2 separate regions of the Capsicum annuum genome follow, and region 1 is linked to region 2. The links are chromatin contacts, called in public Hi-C maps. All regions are on one chromosome and are shown on one strand. The core of a region is the stretch at or near the end of the contact, and the rest is flanking DNA. Distances in the headings are between cores, read along the strand shown. Region 1 overlaps LOC107862900 (protein BOLA4, chloroplastic/mitochondrial). Region 2 holds the start of LOC107862903 (RNA polymerase sigma factor sigA).

Region 1 (6,387 bases), core at 2,166-4,665, 46 kb before region 2:
CAGCTGATCCACTAATAAGACGGCTGGATGCATTTGATTTGGTTATTATAGATGAAGCTGGCCAAGCAATTGAACCATCGTCTTGGATACCAATATTGCTCGGAAAGCGTTGTATTCTTGCAGGAGATCAATTCCAGCTTGCTCCTGTTATTCTTTCTAGGAAAGCCTTAGAAGGTGGTCTTGGAGTTTCACTACTGGAGAGGGCAGCGACTTTGCATGACGGGATGCTGTCGACAAAGTTAACAACACAGTACAGAATGAATGATGCGATAGCTAGCTGGGCTTCAAAGGAGATGTATGGTGGATCTTTAACATCATCTCCAACTGTTGCTTCTCATCTACTGGTGGATTCTCCATTTGTCAAGGTATGAACTCTTTACCATTGCATGCCATTTTCACTACACATATAACTTACGATTTGAATTCTGATACCTTATTAGTTTGTTCTTCCCACAAGTCCAAAAGAGGACGTAGGCTCCTTTCTTTGAGATTGAGGTGTAATGATTCTTGTTGTGGCAGCCATGAGACTTGAGACTCTTGAGTTTTGACCTCTTTGATATCATGGAACTGTATGAACACCTAACACCTAATCTTAAGTTTAAACCCTTAAATAGTATTTTGGTCTAAACTCCTAATTCACATAGTGTCTTACCGGATATTCTGTAGTTTCATCTATAAATTTGAATGTCTCTCCTCAACATCTTGTTAATTGATTTTGGTACGCAACACATACTATGCTTAGAAATAAAGTTGCTGTTGAACCCTTTTCTTGTAGAGTTGCCATTTTCGACATGTGCTAGGTGCTGCATTTGATTGTTCTTGACACTGCCTCACAATCTTAGTCAGGGATATTTGCTTGTTCGAAACTTAAGCATATCGTTTTACTAACAAGTACATGGTTACAGAAAGCATTCCTTTTGATGATTTTAATTCTTCTAATTTCTGCATTCAGCCCACATGGATTACACAGTGTCCGCTGTTATTGCTTGATACGAGAATGCCTTACGGAAGCTTATCAGTTGGTTGTGAAGAGCATCTGGACCCTGCTGGCACTGGCTCCTTTTACAATGAAGGGGAAGCAGATATTGTTGTTCAACATGTATTCAGTTTAATTTATGCTGGTATGTGCTCTTTAATTTTCGTTTTCTCTGCAAATGATAATTGATATGTCCTTTAATTTTCCTGAAAGTAGTCATAAATGAAACTTCCATGATGAGTGTTTTTGTGGCTCAAGCGACGACTGAACAAAGTATGCATTTATTGAAATCACTTATTAAATATCTTGCATGTATCCTGTCCATCCACCAGAATGGCCTGGCTTAGCAGGACTCCTGGTGATGGACTGATGACAACTTTGTATTCTCTGGTTATAACTTATACCAAGTGTGTGCTGAAAGTAAGAGCTCGTGAAATCTCAATTGGAACTGCACATTTCTCTCTAATTCAATGCCAATGACTGATTTTTTGTTCCTTTGTACGTTAATCCCATTCTTTTACAGCAGTTAAGCTTAATGAAAAAGGTTTTAGAGAAATATATACCCAACTATTTTAATTCCCCTTCCATATGGCTGGAAGAACTGTTTGACAAAAAGCTACTTAACCAGGACATTTTTATATGTATCACGCCAAATCCGCCATTCTTTCAGAAGCTAAAGGAAGACCTTTAACCTTGTTTAGATGGTTATTCCTTTGTTCCTAGAAGGCCGTTCCTTTCATGTCTATGCCTCTACATCTCCCTAGAAGGAAGTGTCTTCAGTACTCAGTAGAGCCATGTTTCAGTTGATTAGTTTATATGGATGATGCTTATGACACCTCCAATGCTTAGCTGAATGAAAGAGTTAATCAGTAGTATTACACTTCCAATAAGCTCAAGATATTCGTGGATATAATTTCTCTCCTTCTAATATCTTCTGCTGACTGAATCGACATAAACTTTCCTTCTCGGCATGTTCATAATTCTTCATCCACGTATCTTGGATGAGCTTATGAAGGCATCCTTATCATGTGAGATGGAGGAAAGTTTTTTACTTACTTTGGAGAATTAGTATGTCTTTTCAACATTTGTTGCTTCATATATCATCAGGATAGATCAGTTTAAGTACCAATTATCTTCTGCAGGTGTTCCTCCTGCAGCCATTGCTGTACAGTCTCCTTATGTCGCTCAAGTGCAACTACTTCGAGACAAGATTGATGAGATTCCAATGGCTACTGGCGTTGATGTTGCAACTATTGATAGCTTCCAAGGTCGTGAAGCAGATGCTGTGATTATATCCATGGTAAGCTGTCACTCTACTGATGTGTAACATTTTGACACGCTTCTGTGGATGGCTCTTTCGTTTTGTTCTAATCTCTGCCTTGATAAGTATCCTTTAAGTAATCAAAGTTACAAATTAAGGGATTTGAAATCTCATATCCTCCGATATAACTAGTGAAAAAACAGTAGTATCTGTTTGGATGCTCGATTGCTATATACTAAGTTATTTGAGTGGGGATATATAAGTGCATGCTTGTATAATTTTGCTTGATGATGTCCAGGTTCGATCAAACAATTTGGGGGCCGTTGGCTTTTTGGGAGACAACAGGCGAATGAATGTTGCAATAACAAGGGCGAGCAAGCATGTAGCAGTCGTCTGTGACAGTTCAACTATATGCCACAACACATATTTAGCCAGGCTGCTTCGTCATATTAGATATTTTGGCAAAGTAAAGCATGTTGAACCTGGCAGCTTCTGGGAATTTGGCCTTGGTATGGATCCAATGTTGCCTACTACCGGTTAACTTTGAAAGAGTTCAACAACACCAAATTTTCGATGCTTCCATCCAACCTCTGCTGACTGGGTGAGCTCTCAGATACGTTGTTGGTCTGGTTCGGTTTACAGATTATATATTTAGGTGCTTCAAGCAATTTAGATTTTTGGCCAAAAGGACAAACACGGGGTAATTTTCATTTGTATATATAATTCAAAGAACAACTTTGTGAAAAGTGTAAATGTATATATATTCATACAGCTCCAATGTCTATACGATTCTTGATTGTTTAGCTCATGTTAATGATTTTCCTTGTATTTGAATCAGCATGAAGATCTTGTTTAAACAGGGATCAATATTCATTCACTTCAGGACTAGTTCATATATGTGAAGTACCTGTTGGATATATGTACATAAGGAATTTTTTTCCGAAAGAAAAAAATATTTCCAATAGGTCAAACACCACTTGAAAATAATGCAAAGTAAACATCAATTTCGAATGAGAAGTAACACATTAAAATCTCTTATCGTCTCATGGTCACCAAGTTTTCAAAATAAATCTGTACTTTGCACATATCTTGTGAAAGCTACTTCTCTGCATGCAGCGTAAGCAATTAAGGCAGTGGAATGGAAAAGGGATGTTAAACAGACCTCTTTATAACAGTTGTAACAACTACATTGCAAATGGCAAGTTTTCTTTGGAACCGGTTTTCCATGTTATATTATATTGTATGTTCTTTATAACAACAAATAATATCCTAATCAACGGCGAGGTTTAGTTATATCTCACAAGACGTATTCCATTGCAGTGTCTCTAATTAAAGGTCATTTGATTGGACGCATGAGAGAAACTAATACACAAATTAGTTGTTGGTATTATGTATTTCCTTGTTTGGTAGTGTTTTCAATCTATTAAAGACAGAGAGTATTTTTTTTTCGAAATTATGCAATGCATGCTATTTTTTAATATAATCAAATCACACAATGAATAAGAAATAATTCCAACATTTCTAATACACTCTATTCAATACTATTCTTATATACCCCACCTAACGATCCCTAATGTTCAGTGACGGCTAACGTGTTTGATATAACCATTTTTATTGGACTCTCAAAGCTGATGACTTAAATTTTGAGTAGATACATTTTATAGTTTTTGAAACGCAATTTTTTTCTTGTTCATTTGCTTTTTAAGCAAGCCAAATTGTGTTGTATTGTCAGACTCACTCTGCCTTTCTATTATTGTTATCGTCACAGTTTGACAAATGTAAGCATCAAGAAAATTGTGTTTCACGAGTACGTATTAGCTGTGCCTAAACAATCTGAGTTCTAACTTCCCGAAAAGATAAGAAATTTGTCTTTTTTAGTCTAATTCAATACTAAAATAGTAGTAGTATTTTCAAATGATAAATAATTTACGTAGTGCTAATATGCTGCAAGTTTCAACCTGCCAAGACACAAATAATAATCCATTATGTAGTTTGTCCGTTGTTCCAAGGCAGACATATTTAGGAGTAAATGTTAGAAGCAGCATTAAATGTAATGACTCTATGGTATGCGATTACTAACTTCAAATACTCCTATAATATTGATTTATTTTGCCCAAAAATTTAAATTAAATGAAAAGGATGCACCACAAAAAACTGATATCCTTCCACCTCCAAAATTCTGTAAATATATATATATATATATACTGAGCAAATGGTGAAATCCAATTTCTTGAAGCACTTGTTTCTCATCAGTATGTCACCCTATCCATGGTATTAAGCCCTTGAACTGTTCTTCCTTTGGACAGGCACTAGGTTTTAAAAAATGAACTGTTGTTCCAAAATGGCAGGTATTCAATGCACTGTCTCTAACAAACAATGCTAAGCAATACTACTTCAAAGTTGACATACTTGACATCATTCATTGTTCTCTTTTATTCATCGTAACTGTATATATGATGATATCAATTGAAAAGTTTTGGGATTTGAAAATAAAGTAGTTGACTCAGATGGTGTTTTGATACTAGTAGATTGCGCCTTAGTCACTTCCCTGCAGCTGCTTCGGTTGGTGTTTTGGTAGTCATCTGGTCAACTGCATGCACAACATTATGAAGTTCTTCCCATATGGCTTTGTAGACCATCCTCTGCCTATTCACAGCAGATTGTCCCTCAAAAGCTGAAGAGATTACATCAATGCTGCAAAGAGAGCAAAAAAATGACTATAGAATAGCAACAAATAGGTTCGCCACTTGATTAAGTAAACCAGCTTTGTATTCCCGTCCAATGCACCATCTACTAGAGAAGTAACCTCACCTGACATGCCGACCATCACCATAAGCATCTTTCACTACGACTCTGTCCGCATTCAACTGTTCCTTGATCTGTTGACATATATTTAAATCTCAACCAGACATTAATATTGATGCAAGTGACACTATCATGAAAGACATGAATGTAATATCCACACAGATATTACAGGAGGATGGAATCTGTACAGCCAAACGTAGCATTAAGCTAAAAGCGAGTTCTGCAACCCTTATTAAAGTAATCTTACGCCACAGCCTTAATTATGTAACCATGACAAGAATGAAAAAAACGTAAAAAAAAGATCAAATATCAAAAGTATAATGCCATTTGTGAATGGAATTTCATAAATAAAGAAGAATCTACTTCAATTGCTATGCCCTTGGACACAGGCGTACTTGCATAGAAATCTCACCCAAAAAAGGTGGACAATTAGATACAACAGTGGGTGTTGCAGCGAAATTGATTGCAAAAGAGAAGGAAGAGAAGATCTTTACCAGAACTCAAATTGTGGACATGATGTGATTAAGCATTTGTTGCCATGTTTTAGTTAAAGTAGGAGCTAATATATGCCAGAAAGAAGCAGCATTCTGTACTTTGTTGTATATGATTATGATTAAGTATAAATACGAACCACTAGTACTGCATCGAACAGTTTGCGGAAACTTACTATGAGGGAAAAGAGGAGTTAACAATGAGCCACTTTGGTTTAGTTGATTATAAATGCCCTGGCGTATAGCTCAATCGGCATAGGTTGAAGGACTTGTTAGGTCACAATTTTGTCCTGCACCAACCAACCTAAGTTCGGCATTTAAGTGGAGAAGAATAGAGGAGGGGCCGTCATTCTCGAGCTCCAAGGTTGCGGTTGGCCCAAAGGGTAGATTCTAGACAGATTTTTTCGGCCATACAAAGAACAGTGGGTGGGTAAGCATTAAGTATTTATAACTTATACGCACTTGTGTGTTTGAAGCTTTTTTTAAAATAAGTAAATATAAGTGCTGAAGCTAATAACAAATAACTAATGTATTTGGTAAAAAGATGAAAAGTTGTTCTTTGACAAAGTGACTCACGTACATTTTATTTTTCTTAAGGAAAAGGTGGAATGACGTACATAGAACGAAGAGGAACTTAAGGATTTAGTTTGGAAATGGTATTTCGAGAATTAGAAAAAATATGAAGGAAAAAATTATAAAAATCTTGATCAAATTAAAAGTGCTAAGTTGAAAACAATAGTTGGGGGTGACCTATTTATGTCTTTGGATGATTTTGGTTCTAAGCGCTTAGCTACTGCACGTTAGTACTTACCAAAAGCATAGATAAGTCAAAAGGTACTTATAAGCCAAATGAC
Region 2 (6,575 bases), core at 3,022-5,521:
CAACTCACATCTTGTATCTATTTAGCTGAAAATAATTTTTTTGATGAAATAATGCTTCAACATTGACTTCATGCGTCAGATCTTAGGACTGTCATGGATTTTCTGCTTTCTTCCTCGTCCTAAAATGTCTTAGTTTGCTTCTGCATGGTTTTCCTGTGAAGTGGTTAAAATTAAGGAGTTCAGTTTTTTTCCCCTTTCTTTTTTCAAATGTAGAGTCACATGTTGAGTTTTTTAATTTTTAGATAGAGAAGGTTGTGCTGAAAAGTATTAGTTGGTCTGACTTAACATTTGTAGCATATGATGTCTAGAAATTTCTCTAATAGGAAAATGGACACTATTAGGGGGTGTACTGCTTGAATTGTTTAATTGTCCTTACTTTCTTTCATGGTCGTGTTTCAGCAATTGAGCTCTTGTTTTCTTTCACTATTTCATGCATCTATAGTGCACCAGCTTCCCTGTTTTTTCACTATTTCTTGCATGATTTAGACCTATGGGGCAAACTCAAGCATTTTTAACGGGAGAGGTAGGAAGCCCTCCTTCAGGTCATGAGCTGCATGGTGGATATATGCACACCATGGCAAATCCATCATATTTGACGCCTCATTTTGCACAAATTTCTCCAAGCCGCTTAGGACAGCAGCCACCTCTCCATCGATTTAACCAGGGGAGAGCAACAGGTATTCATTACAATGAAAGTCATGCCAAGGTGCAGTCATCTTATTCTACATATAATGCGGATACTTCACTTTCTGCTGCAAGGAATGGTGCATCATGGGGTAAAGATTCACTAGTCTCTTCTACTCTGGGTTTGGTTCTTTTCTCCTTTTGTATTTAGTTGCATCCGCTAGAGTTAAAGCGTTTCTCCTTGCTCATGATTTCATTTTTCAAATCAAACTCTTAAAGAGTTGGTTGGATAGGTTTTGACATGTTTCCAAAGTTCCAACCACAACCTTTGTGCTGTTGTAGGACGTAGAGGCAGCAATCCTGTTCCAAACATTCCACCAACTTCCCGGACAAGAAAAGATTACAAAAGGATTGTCTAACTTTTTGTAGCCTTCATCGGGGGTTAGTGCAAAGAGCAGACCAGACAAGTGGAAAAAGTGGTAAAACTTGCGTTACAAATCCCCATCAATGTCATTTTGTAGTGCTTGATTACATGTTAATGGTTTAACGCCACCATGATCTATCTGGTCACGCCTTCCTGTCATCGCCATGCTTGATCTCCGGGATCTTGAATTCAGCTTTTTCCTCCGGTTCCAAAGGGCTAACAGATATGGACGTCAGCTCCCTGGATGTAGTTCATTGCAAGAGAACTCCAACCGGTTTGCCTGTTAGTATCGGTGCTCCAGGGAATTATAATTATTTATTTGAACAAAGCTTGGTTGTGTTGAGTAGGGTGGTGAATGATAGTTTTAAGGTTTATTTGTTAGCAATGTGTCTGTAACCTAAAACCAGGGATCTTGATTCCTTGTAAGTTGGATATTTATTTCAATATCCTCTTAACAGATCAATGTGACTGCTCATAAATTAAATGGAATGACGTGAAGAAGCTTGGGATTTGTGTTTCTTAATTGAGTGTCACGTCATTCACAGAAATATAAATCAATGTTCACTGCCGAAGCTATAAATAAATATGACGGTTGTAGTGGATGTCAGTGTTTGTTGTAATCAATGATCTTTTCCATTTGATTAGCATAAAATCAAAATAAGATTACTACCATCTGTTTTTGGTTTTCCATATCAATAATATATCCTGCGCATCTCGATATAAGTTTCTTGTGATTAATTGTGACAAGTGGAATGCATATTTCAAGGCATAGAAAAGACATCATCACACCAAAGGTAGACTGAATGTGTCAATATCGCAGTGAAGGAGGAGGAATATATCAACCAATTTAATGAAGCATAAGTTAAACGGTATATAATTAAAGCATAAATAGGAGCGTAATCTTGACACTAAATTATAACATTGACGTTAAACTTTTAAGTACACAAGTAAGCCCTTTTAACTATACAAAACCTGAACAAAAAGACACTTCGATTTTGCAACTACACGCGTGTACCTCACTTGCTCTGACGTGGATTACTAATCCACTTGTATGGTGCCACCTAATAAAAAAACACATTATAAGTATGATCTTTAACTTTGTCGGTGCATAAATAGGTCCTTTAGCTATACAAAAGCTGAACAAAAAAACCCTTCAATTCCAACTCGGACGCGTGCTATTTTGCGTGTACAACACGCGTTTTGCCACATAGGATCAGGGTGTTTATTTATTCAGATTTTGAATAGTTAAAGGTCCTATTTATGCACTGTCAAAGTTTAAGGTCAATGTTATAATTTAGTGTCAAGTTTAGGATCATATTTATATATTATACCTATAATTAAAGATAGATGAGGGTCTGTCGGAAACAACCTGTCATCGGTTTACTTATATTCAACCTCCTCACTTCACTGTGAGATCTGGTGGGTATGCTTTTGGGGTTTTTTTTACATGGATGGATTTTGCAGCGATAATTTTGGAAAAGGGAACTTGGCTACGGAACCGTAGTTAAAAAAAATTCAAATTAAATATATGATCAAATACAATTCCATTTTGTTTAAACTAAACTACTATCTTCTCTTAAAAATTATTATTCACTTCATTTTTATGAAAGTCAATTTGACTAAAATCTGAACCTAAATTTCATAAATTAATTTAATATTTTAAATTTTAATTTTGAATATTTAGAACGATATGAAAAAAGTTGTAAGTTGCAATCCTTCATATATTTATATGATAAAAAATATCTAAAAATATATCTTAAAATGTTTGTCACAGTTTATGCAGTTTAATTCTCGAGAAGTTTAGCCCATACACTTACCGAAAGCTTGAAAAATTTGGACAGGTTCGAAATATACTTTATTTGCCAACAATAGTTGTCGACTATTGATATGACATATATTAAGAAGCAATAAACGATAGCAGTGACGGAGCCGAAATTTTCACTAAGGGATTCACAAGTGAACGTACAAACTAATCGAAGTGAACGATAGAGAAAATTTTGTTATATTACCTTTTAAACATAATAAATTAAATATTTTTAAAAATATATTGAATAATGAATAATATCTAATACTAATAAAAAAAATATTTATTATTTTTTTACACGGAAGACCTATTTATTAATATTGTGAACAACTATGGGGCTCCCATCGAGCCGATGACGAAATAAAAGGTGGCTAGAGGGGACCTCGATTTGTGAAATACTGATCCTCGGTGCTTTTATTTTTTCGGTAAAACATGTTGTCTTGATATCTACAAGGCCAGGCAACTACAATACCCTTTCTATAACAGAAGTTGTACTATATATTTGTTTCCTTTCTAATTAGTGGTCACTCTTATTAAAAATAAATATTACTTAATACTTATTATTTTATAAAATTTATATATAATTAGTTATTTATTTGTATTTTTATTTTTAATAATAAATATAAAAAAAATACTAATATAATATAAAAAAGAAAAGCACTAAATAAAGATAGTAATAAATCAAAGTAATTTAGTTAAAATTACTTTTTAGTTAATATTTTTGTAAAGATTACAACAATAACATACTCAGTATATTTCTATAAAGTGGGATCTGATTTTTTTTTTTTTTTTAAATTGTATAACTTAAAAAGGTGATAAGTAAGTAGAGCTGATGAAAGTATTTTTTTTTTTCAAAGGAAATCAGTCAAGTCTGTCAAGTTTAAGGTTTAAGGAGAAATCAAATAAAATTGAATTTTATTATATTGTATGCAAATCTCACTTCACATTTTTACTCGTAAAACAATATTTTATGACTTGAGTATGAAATTTGTTGGTCACGCGACAATATTTTTTATTGTCCATTTCAATTAATTAGAGCTTTATATAACTTATTTATATTGACCTGAAAGTTATGAGAATTATGAGATTTCATGTTTATTTTTTAAAGATACAAAAATATTAGATAATTTTCCCCTTCTGTTCTAAAATTTTGATGAACGAAATTATTTGATACAGTGGTAACATATATCCTCGAAAATAATAAGTAAAATGAGATTTTGGGAGAGAAACAAGCAAAGCAAAATCTAGAATTGTTGATGGAAAGGACAAGAAAAAAGAGAGAGAACGGAAGAGGAAGAGGAAGAGGTACGCCACAAGAAGTGGGACCCGCATATCTATTCCAACCAATGGGATAATGATCTCTAATATCCAAAACAAACAAATAAATACACCCTTCACTATTAATCTCCTCTCGCGTTATTTTCATTTCCTCCTATCAATTATATTATCAACAATAAGAAAAATACAAAAAAAAAAAAAAAGAATTATAATAGTAGTATTAAATAAAAATTACCATTTCTGTTGCAACAAACTAACCAATTCTTCTTCTTCTTCATCTTCTTCATCTTCCACCACCACTGCAATGCCAGTCACCTTATATTATTTTCGCTTTGCTCCTCGGCTCCTCGTGTCTGCGCAGATTTAGGTATGTTAGTTTGCACTGATGATCACTTTTAACATTTTCATGTCACTCCTCTTCATGAGATTGCTCTCTCATTTCTCAAATCTGTTCTACAATCTGTTCCCCTCGTAAAGTTCGCCTTGTATACAAATTTATTAATTACCTCGTTATGATCGCCTCATATTTAGTGTTCATGTTTTAAGCTTTGTTGCAACTTAAAAGAGCTCACACTAGTGAAAATAATTTTATATAGTAGTAGCACCCAAAGTGTGGCCTAGTGGATTAGAAAATCATGAGGTCTTGTGTTCAAATTTCAGTAGAGTTCTCGGTATGTGTGTTGGTGGGAGGTATCAGATACTTCTAGAATTAATCGAGTTGCGCACAAGGAGGTTGGGGCATTGGGCACCACCACCGATAATAATAATACTAGTAATATATAGAGCTTAATTCCACAAGTGGAGTCTGAGGAGGTAGGATGTACGCTGATCTTACTCCTATGTTTGTGGAGTAGAGAGATTGCTTTCGATAAGACCTTGGCTCAAAAGAAGTGTAACCAAACTAGGATTGAAAAGAAAATAAAATTGCAAATCAAATGAAGGGCGACATGTAGTAGTGAAGCAAATGAAGCTAGCCCGAACACCACGCTTATAAAAGATTTGCTAGTATAGATGAGAATTCAGATTGCAACTTAGCAACTTCGGTTAATATATTTACTTTCACACATCGTGAAGTATCAGGATTGAAATTTCATTTTACAATTTAATTGAGGCTTTTAATTTCCCTTCCTGATAAAGTAGCTCACTGAAACTAACATTATAAATCACTGCTTGCAAATTAAAAAGACCAAAAAAAATAGAACTTTTTGAAAGTTCAGAAAACGTGGATTTGTTGTTTGTCCAAATTTCTGCTTACTTTCCTTTTGTTTGTTGAACTAAACTCTCTCTACTGGTATTACTTTTTACAGATTTTTTCTTTGTGGGACTACCTGCAGAAAGTGATTACTCAACACAGCAACTTGGTCACTACTTGATATTGTTGTAATTCAATCTTCCTTGTTAGACGGCGTGTGATGGTCTTGGATTTTTAGAGGATAGCCTCATGATGGCAACAACAGCAGTAATTGGACTTAGTGCAGGAAAAAGACTCCTAAGCTCTTCGTTCTATTATTCTGATCTTAATGAAAAGCTATCTTGTAGCAGCGATCATAGTTTGCCCTGCAATCAGGCACCTCCTGTTAAAAATGTGATCACTGCGAAGAAGTCATCCGATTATAGCCCCAGCTGTGCATCCAGTCGAAACCTACAATGTCCCAAGGCTCTTCAAGAGCATGTGGACATAGCATCTGACTCTTCTGATGTGCAGTCCTGGTTTGAAAAGTTCGAACAACTGCAAAATGAAAGCGATAATGAGGACCTTTCAATGGAGGTTCTCCTCTTGCTGCAGAAGTCTATGCTTGAAAAGCAATGGAATCTGTCTGCTGAAGGGACATTGACTGCTACTCCAGAACATGAAAAGAACTGTGAGGAGATTCATATTACTTGTTCCGGGACATCTGCTAGGCGGAGGAGAATGGATTCTCGACAAAGAGTTCTTGGTCGAAAAAGTTCAGCTACACCTACCAGTGCAACCAAGACCCCGAGATCAATTATTGGTTCAGAGCTACTTCAAAGTCGTTTAAAAGGTTATGTTAAGGGTGTAGTAAGTGAAGAGCTGCTCACACACACTGAAGTGCTTCAACTATCCAAAAAGATTCAAGTTGGTCTTCATGTGGAAGAGCAAAAATCAAGGTAACTAACTTCACAGCCCTTCTTTTTTTGGTTTTCCATCCAGTGTCCGTATCCGCGTTGGAGCCCTGACTATCCGGTTTCGCGCATGGTAGGTCCCATTTGGGGGTAGCACTCCCTACCAAGGATTTTTCCATACCCCGGGGCTCGAACCCAAGACCTCTAGTTAAGGAAAGAGCAACCCCATCCACTACACTACATCCTTTGGTGGTAACTTCACAAGCCTAATCCACCTTCACCTTTCCTCTTCTCTCAGGTGTAAACCAGAGATTAATAGTTGATCATATCACCTCTTTTGACACCAACAGAATTTAGTGC

Evidence for each region. Hi-C and Micro-C count contacts between places; a contact is called where the count stands out from the background.
Region 1: a contact with region 2 is called in a Hi-C map of leaf, with 2.4 times the contacts expected there. The contact joins the enhancer-like site here to the promoter of LOC107862903 in region 2. A contact is called at or near these places in 4 of 5 Hi-C or Micro-C datasets (bud, leaf and pericarp).

What each region holds. Positions count from the first base shown.
Region 1 is chr3:235,632,134-235,638,520 of UCD10Xv1.1, reverse strand. It overlaps LOC107862900 (protein BOLA4, chloroplastic/mitochondrial), which reads right to left. Exons shown (of 3, transcript XM_016708609.2): 2 at 5,049-5,116; 3 at 4,552-4,931. The coding sequence ends at 4,778. It overlaps LOC107862899 (DNA-binding protein SMUBP-2), which reads left to right. Exons shown (of 7, transcript XM_016708608.2): 4 at 1-365; 5 at 953-1,121; 6 at 2,119-2,276; 7 at 2,536-3,045. The coding sequence ends at 2,778. Among protein-coding and RNA genes, the nearest start is that of LOC107862899, 8.1 kb to the left of the region's middle. Within about 2 kb of position 3,415, at least 3 of the 5 cell types and tissues checked have an H3K27ac peak or open chromatin away from gene starts, as enhancers often do. A contact at or near this core is called in leaf and pericarp, where this site is marked.
Region 2 is chr3:235,586,786-235,593,360 of UCD10Xv1.1, reverse strand. LOC107862903 (RNA polymerase sigma factor sigA) reads left to right here and starts at 4,271. Exons shown (of 10, transcript XM_016708613.2): 1 at 4,271-4,497; 2 at 5,438-6,260. The coding sequence starts at 5,572. LOC107862902 (dual specificity protein kinase YAK1 homolog) reads left to right here. Exons shown (of 18, transcript XM_016708611.2): 17 at 487-776; 18 at 967-1,571. The coding sequence ends at 1,043.